Linked DNA regions of Sus scrofa: region 2 is linked to region 1. A link is a contact called in public Hi-C data. All regions are on one chromosome and are shown on one strand. Each heading gives the region's core, a stretch centred on a gene start, on an enhancer-like site or on the middle of the called end of the contact. The rest is flanking DNA. Distances are from core to core; before and after follow the strand shown.

Evidence for each region. Hi-C and Micro-C count contacts between places; a contact is called where the count stands out from the background.
Region 2: a Hi-C map of skeletal muscle shows a contact between it and region 1, with 2.6 times the contacts expected there. The contact joins the promoter of DENND5B here to the promoter of KIAA1551 in region 1. A contact is called at or near these places in 2 of 47 Hi-C or Micro-C datasets (heart right ventricle and skeletal muscle).

The regions. Positions count from the first base shown.
Region 1 is chr5:42,297,030-42,301,066 of Sscrofa11.1, forward strand. It overlaps KIAA1551 (KIAA1551 ortholog), which reads right to left and starts at 2,463. Exons shown (of 6, transcript NM_001243821.1): 1 at 2,428-2,463; 2 at 1,004-1,092. It overlaps LOC100511509 (a long non-coding RNA gene), which reads left to right and starts at 2,600. Exons shown (of 3, transcript XR_001308761.2): 1 at 2,600-3,001.
Region 2 is chr5:42,641,072-42,644,858 of Sscrofa11.1, forward strand. It overlaps DENND5B (DENN domain-containing protein 5B), which reads left to right and starts at 1,605. Exons shown (of 24, transcript XM_021092091.1): 1 at 1,605-2,369. The coding sequence starts at 2,243.

The sequences.
Region 1 (4,037 bases), core at 1,213-3,712:
AAACTATCCCTTTTCCTAATTAACTCACTTCTCCCTAAGCAGCAGGGTGCCTGAGTTCTCCCTGCTCCTTTTTCCCACTCTATTGGTAGATAAATCTACTTCAGATCTCATTGCTCCAGTCTCTGCCTCCTTCTTCCCCACCGTTCTAACAGTAGGCACTACTGCTGCCCCCATTTCACAGATGAGAAAATTGAGGAAGAACGTAAAGAATTTCCCCAAGATTGCATAGATGGCAAGTGGTAGAGGCAAGACCTGAAATTTAGCAGTCTGATTGCAGGAAGCAGGGTGTTAATCATTACAGAAGGTTTCCTAACACTACTTGTAGTTTATAGGATGGAAACCCTGGAAATGATCACTCTGGCCTTATGTAATATCTACCTGGAATTTTTTTTTTTTTTTTTTTTTTTTTTTTTGGTCTCTTTAGGGCCCACCCAGGGCATATGGAGGTTCCCAGGCTAGGGGTCTAATTGGAGCTGCAGCTGCCAACCTACACCAACCAGAGCAACACAGGATCTGAGCCCCTGCATCTGAGACCTACACCACAGCTCAAGGCAATGCTGGATCTTCAATCCACTGAGTGAGGCCAGGGATTGAATCCACAACCTCCTAATTCCTAGTCAGATTGTTTCCGCTGCCCCACAACGGAAACTGGTATTTTATGTAATGGTTCTCTTCTCCCAGAGATGTGCTCTGTGCTGCCTTCCCTCAACCCAATGTGCCACAAACAATTTAAAAAATAAAATAAGCAGCAGACCACATAGAAAACAATCTTAAGCAAACCTCTTCCTCAGTAACTTAGACCAACCACCTCATCATCATCTCCCATTCCTTATCTTGTAAAGATCAACAATTCCCCCCTGCTACGCCAACATTACTTCTCAAGCTTTGTGAAACTCACTGTATCCTGTAATTGAACATTTAACCAATGCTGATCCAATTTAATTAATAATTTTGTTTCATAACAGATACATTAGAATAAACTTCTCAGAGATGGCACACTTACCTTTAAATAGTTACTCCTTCATTATTTTGTATATTCCCATTTCCTTCCAAACATGTCAGTACCTGCATACAGTGTTTACTTCTTTGGTCCTAGGGACAGCAAGAAACATTTTATATAACTGTAGTTTAATATAAAACTTACACTTTATTTATATAAAACTCACTTAAACTTACAATAAAAAATACACGCTAAAAGTTTTACCGTGTATTTTTATTAGCGATGGGACAGTACTGTGCAAAACTGTGTTCCTTAAAGCTGTACCAAAAGCACACTAAGTTTACTGATTTTTTTTCTAAAAGGGTAAAGTAACAAAGAAACCAGGTCTGCCCTAAAATACCTTCACTTTTTAAGTGAGAATTTATGTGCGCTCCTCCTGGCCCATTATTATCCTATTATTTATTCTAAAACACTTTTCTTCATTGGATTAGTAAATGAGAATCCGGCCGCACTGGGAAAAAAACCCAAAAACAAAAAGTAACTAATTCATAAATGTTCACATCCAATAAAACTTCAATTGATTTACAATGAACAGGTGAATCAGGGAAAATCCGCAAACAAGCCCTGCGACCCGCCTATTAAAATGCACGCAGGCTCATTCACATCACCTGCAAGTTTCTTTATTTCGAAAGTAGGCACTTAGAGTATTACAAATAAATTGTTTTCACTGAAACGATTCCCTGAAAGCCTGCTGCTGAACTCGGGTCCCTAAGGACATCTGCTTCGGCAATTCCAGTCCCTGGAGAACATTTAAAATCCGTGCGCATTTATGCATTTAAAAATGCCTCGAGGAACTAACTTCCTCAGGAGCAGAAAGCATCCCCGGCATAATCGCGTTCGCGGGCCACTTGGAGACGTAACCTGAGCAATTCAGTTTTAGGAGGTTCAGGATAATGGGGGGCGGGGAGTAAAGGATCATTCGAGAAACACATACAAAACAAAAAATTTCTTTCCAAGCCGGAGACAGGAAACAATTAAAAACATCAGCTACTCTCACATCCACCAGCCTGACCAATCATCTTGGAGTTTAAGAAAATGCGTCCTCGCGGTCGCCACCCGCTACCTCTACCATGAGGAGTAAGGTGATCCACAGAAAACACCCGGCGAGGCGCCGCCCTCCCGGTCGCGCTCGGCGTCCTCTACTGCTCCGAGGCCGCCCGCGCCGCGGGAGGGCAGCGGGCCGCGGCCGGCGGGCCAGCCGAGCTCTGGGCGGTGGCCAGAGGGGCGCGCGAGCCGCGGGCCGAGGCCCAAGTCTCCCCCGCCACCACCAGCCCCGACTGCTACCCAGTCCCCGCCGCAGAACAAAAGCGCTCCCCGCCGCGCGCCCAGCCCCCGCCCCTGGGCACTTCGGCCCCCGGAGCCCCGCGCCCGGCCGAGGACCAGAGAATAGGAACGAGTGGCGGCCGGGAACCAGGTCTCTCACTTACCGATGGGCGCATAAACCAGCCAGAGCGAGCTGGGAGGACGCGTCTGCGGAGCGGCCCTGGAGTTTAAGTCAACTCGGGTCCGCCTCCAGGGGCGTGTCGAGCTGGAGGCCGGGCTCCCGGAACAGCTGGACTCCGCCCTGTGCGCAAAGGCAGCTGAGAGACCCGGTCCCCCGCGCAGCGCTGTGGTCCTAGTGCCACTCAGATGAAGTAGAGTCCGGGCCATCCCGGCTCACCAGTCATCTCCCGAGCTTGCAAAACATGTTCACGTTATCTGACGAAGAAAACTTCTCCAGCAGTGGCCCTCCGCCTTTAGCTTGCATTAGAATCTCGCGAAGGACTTGTTAAAAGGGTACTGAAGAGCATCACCAGCAAAACTGCCAATTCAGTAATTCTAACTCCGCGCTGAAAATGTATGTTTCTAACAAGGGAGATCATCCATTAATGCAAAGGACCCTTCTGAAAAAAAGGTAATAGGCTCTTTTTCTAGGAGGATTTTGATAGGAGAAAGTTGTGAAAATGAAGGGAAACCTCACCAAAATGAAGTTGGGAGGCCAGAAGAGGGAGCTCTCATGCAGTAAGTATCTCTCCATGTTAATTATAGAAAAAATTATAGGAAATTATAGGAAAAATTGTCAATTATAAGTCCAAACAGGAAAAGATGTACCCTTGGATCTCATTCAAGAAATAGAGCACTGGAGTTCCCGTCGTGGCTCAGTGGTTAAGGAATCCTCTAGGAACCATAAGGTTGGGTTCAATCCCTGGCCTTGCTCAGTGGGTTAAGGATCGCGCGTTGCTGTGAGCTGTGGTGTAGGCTGCAGACACGGCTCTGATCCCGAGTTGCAGTGGCTCTGGCGTAGGCTGGCAGCTACAGCTCCAATTAGACCCGGAGTCTTGGAACCTCCATATGCCACAGGTGCGGCCCTAGAAAAGGCAAAAATACCAAAAAAAAAAAAAAAAAAGAAGAAGAATAGACTACTGATACTAGAATCCAGGTTCTCATTCATGAAGTCAAAGAATGAACTTGGAGAACACACAGGCAAACAAAAGTCTTCATTACAGGAAGGCAGACAGCTCCCAGCACAGACACTGGGAAGGGGAGGAAGAGTTACCATCCTCTGATTTTCTTTTGTTGTTGTTGTTGTTGATAAATTTACTTATTTATTTTAATGATTTTTTTTCCATTATAGTTGGTTTACAAGTGTTCTGTCAATTTTCTACTGTACAGAAAGTCACCCAGTCAGACATATATATATATGTGTGTGTGTGTGTGTGTATATACATTCTTTTTCTCACGTTATCCTCCATCATGCTCTATCACAACTGACTAGATGTAGTTTCCAGGGCTATACAGCAGGATCTCCTTGTTTATCCATTCCAAATGCAATAGTTTGCATCTATTAACACCAGATTCCCAGTCCATCCCACTCCCTCCCACTTGGCAACCATAAGTCTGTTCTCCAAGTCATGAGTTTCTTTTCTGTGGAAAGGTTCCTTTGTGCTGTATACTAGATTCCAGATGTAAGTGATATCAAATGGTTTTTGTCTTTCTCTTTCTGACTTTACTAAGTATGAGAGTCTCTAGTTCCATCCACACTGTTGCAAATGGCATT
Region 2 (3,787 bases), core at 355-2,854, 340 kb after region 1:
GTGAAATTGTTTTATATACTTCAGTACTCTCTATATGAGAAAAAGCAATAACTGTATAACAACAGCAAATTAGCATATGTTCATAAATATGTTACAGATGTTCGAGTTTCCGTATTTTCCTAGTAGCATCAACAGCTTGTCACTACCTAGATAACCACCCTTCTTTCATTCATTCAATAAATATAAACTGAGGGACTAGGTGGGACCAGTATTCTGCTAGATGCTAGAAATATGATGAATCTTAGAGCGTGACTCCTGCTCTGTGGAGCTTAAAATCCAGCTAAGAAGATAGATACAGGAAAAAAGTCATTAAAAGTGTTTTGAAGGAAAAGTTCAGGATGCAATAGGAGCTAATGGTCAATTACCCAGCCAGTGGCTCACTCTGATTGTTTTATTTTTCTTTCATTTCAAACTTGAAAAGAGAGAAAGTGAGGGTACAGACTACAGTAAATGATGGTGTGTATGCATACATATCTTCCAGGAAGAACATTATTCAAATAATTGAGGTTCATTCTCTTAGTCCACCACCCTGGAGGGTTTTTTTATGTGTCTACCAGTGGTAGTCACGATTCAGACCACGCAACCCCCCCATCCAAATCCTCAAAGAGTAGGGAGAATTGTGGAAGGGATGACAATGTGGAGATGGGATGGATTCAATTTTTCACCTTTCAAAGGAGTAATAACTAGTTGGCAAGCCCTTTCTGAAGAAGAGAAAGTCAGAGGAAAGAGCAGGGTAAGAAAGCCATAGCCAGGGTTTCCGTTGTGACTCAGCGGGTTATGAACCCAACTAGTATTGGACCTAGGTTACATCCCTGGCCTCCATCAGTGGGTTAAGGATCCTGCATTGCCGTGAAGGTATGAGGCTCAGAACGGGCATTGCTGTGGCGGAAGACAGCAGCTGAAGCTCTGATTAGACCCCCAGCCTGGGTACTTACCCTAAATTTTTTTAAAAAAGCAAGCAAGCAATAGCTTTGTGAAGAGCAGAGTTCAGGGTCTAATTCCTGTTGCCTTATCAGCCTCCGATTGTACCTGCAGGGAGAGCTGATAAAATCAAACGAGAACACTGCTGGGGAACTGGAGCGCCTTGGCAACTTTACACTCACCTGGAAAATGTCTGGATAAATTACAGTGGGTCAGGGAAGGGAAGTTGTCAATTGCAGTCCTTTCAGAAGTCTCAAATCTTTGTAGATATTGAGTTGTGTTGTTTACCCCCCGCCCCCGCCCCACTGAGTTGGCACCAATTCATTGAGGAAAGATGTCTTGTGAATGGGGCTGAGAGCTGGGGGAAGGATTAAAGGACTAGGATTTTTTTTTCTTTCTTTCTTTTTTTTTTTTGGCCGCCTCTCAAGGCATGAGTAAATTTCCAGATCAGGGTTGGAACCACCGTCACAGCAGAACCCAAGCTGCAGTAGTGACAACATCGGATCCTTAACCTGCTCCACCACAAGGGAAGTCCAAGGACTAGGATCTTAAAATGAGATAGCCATCTGTACTTGTCACAGTTTAAAATATGTTGATGGTCCAGACCTTTGTGGAAAAGATTTCAGAGCGGCCGTTAGCCTTTCCCAAAGCTGCATTTCTTTCTTTTTAATTAGGATAGGTAGCATCCCATTTAGAGGGCTAAGGTAGCATCCCGCTCTGAGGCTAAGCCTCTTGTTGGCTGGCGGAGGCCGAGAGGCGCGTGTGTGGGGTCGCCCCAGCTCCGCAGCCTGGGCAGGCTGGCACGAATCCCGCCCGCGCGCGGCGCTCAATTCCGAGCCCGCTGGGAGCGCGCGCACACAGGACCGAAACGCGCGCTCCCGCCCCTTTCGCGCGCGCCCTCCCCGCCGCGCCCCCGCCCCACGCACCGGTCCTCCGCGCCCCAGCGCTCCCTGCGCTCCCACAGCCCGTGTGCCGCTCAGCTGACCCGCGGGCGCCAGACGCCGCGGCTCCCAGCTTACGAGAGCAGCTGCGGCGGCGCAGGCCTCTCCCGGCGACACTCCCCCTGTGCGCCCCTCCCCCACCCGTCACTGGGATCCCGAAGGATTGGGCGCGAGCTCGCGGCCGCTTTCCCGGCGCCGAGCGAGGAGCGAGGCTGCGGTGACGAGCAGTGGCTGCGCCGCCATGGGCGCGCCCGGGTCGCCCTAGGACGGGCGCGCGGAGACCGAAGCCGGAGCGGCAGCCTCAGCAGCTAGCCCTCCCGAGCTGCGGCGGCGGCGGCGGCGGCGGCGGCGGCGGCGGCGGCTGGAGCAGCGCCGCCGGGATGAGCGGCAGCGGCGCGGCGCCCGGTCCGGGCTCGGGCTCCTCCCCGGCCGCCTGCCGCTTTGCGCACTACTTCGTGCTGTGCGGGATCGACGCGGACAGCGGGCTGGAGCCTGACGAGCTGGCGGGTAAGGCCGGGCTGCGGCGGCGCCGTGTACTCCTCAGGGACGCGGGGGACGCTGCGAGGACGCGCGGGAGGCGGGGTACGGGCTTCAGACAAAGTCAGCTCCCGGCGGCGCTTGCTCTCCGGCCGGCGGGGTTCTGGGGCCGCGATTTAATGACATTGTTATTTATTCCGCGTGCAGGGTGCGCTGCTGAGCCCTCGGGCGTCCGCCCAGGGTTTCGCCTGGCGGGCGCGGGGTTATTAATAACAGTCGCGGGGGCAGGGGAGGGGGCGGCTCCGAGGGCACGGCCTGGGCCGAGCATGCCGGCCCCCTCGCCCGCAGCTGCTCGCGGAGGCAGCGGGTGAATCACCGGGCGCGTGAACTCCCGGCTTCGCTGCGCTCCCGTGGCTCACCCCCCGCGCCGCCCGCCGCCCCGGCTGCGAAGTTTCAGCCCCGGCACGTGACGCGGCGCCCGGGCCCCCTCGGAGAGGGGGCGTGGGAGACCGCGGGGCCGCGTCCCCCCAGGCGGCAGTGACCCGCGGGGCGAGCGCCAGGCTGGAGGCTAGTTGGATTTCATCCTTAACTGTTCCCGGTCTGCGCCGCCTCGGGTTCTGCGATGACGGTCGAGTCACCTTTTGGAATCCTGTCGTTTTGGCAGTGTCGCAGGAGCTGTCGACGATCTTTGGACGCTTGGGACCCGGCATGATGCCTTGTTGATACTGCTTACACTGTTCCGAGTTTAAGTAGTTGAATATAATTCCCCTCAGTTGGGTGCACCGTGTGTTGCTGCCTGGGCTTTCCTGGAGGGGCATAGGTCGGTCCTCTCGACTCTTTTGATGGCGCAGTGCAGGGCTGAGCTGGGGATCGGAGATGGGAAAAGAGGCGGTTAAAGGATGGTGGTGGAGGGGGCGGGGGTGAGTGCGCAGTGTTGGGAGGAGGCGGGAGAAAGGACTGATTTTATTTTTCACGCCTGTTTCTTTCTGCTTGTCTTCTTGGGATCTGAATCTGGATTTTTTTTTTTTAAACGGGTGAGACAAGTGACATCTACCGCCTGAACTTTATCTGTGTCAGTGTTTAAACACTTAGGTCATAGCTTTTCAGAACAGCTTCTTTTGGACATAGCATTCCTTCTTGAGTGCACCAATGTGTCTTATTATTTTTTTCTTTTCTTTTTGGAGGGGGTACTGGAAAGAGTGTATTAAGTAATAAACAATAGTAAACAAAACTGTTCAGCCTTAAGGTACAATACCCATCAGTCCACCCCTTAGCTAAGTGAATATGTTGTTAGTTTCACAGCAAAACATTTTCAACCAAAACTATGTCTAGTTTTACTTAAATTTTTTTTTTTTGGAGAGGAGGAATGAGTACCAGGTTTTCCTGTATGTGTAACTATATAATCATGTTATTTTTTCAGTTAAGATTTCATGTACATATTAAGAATG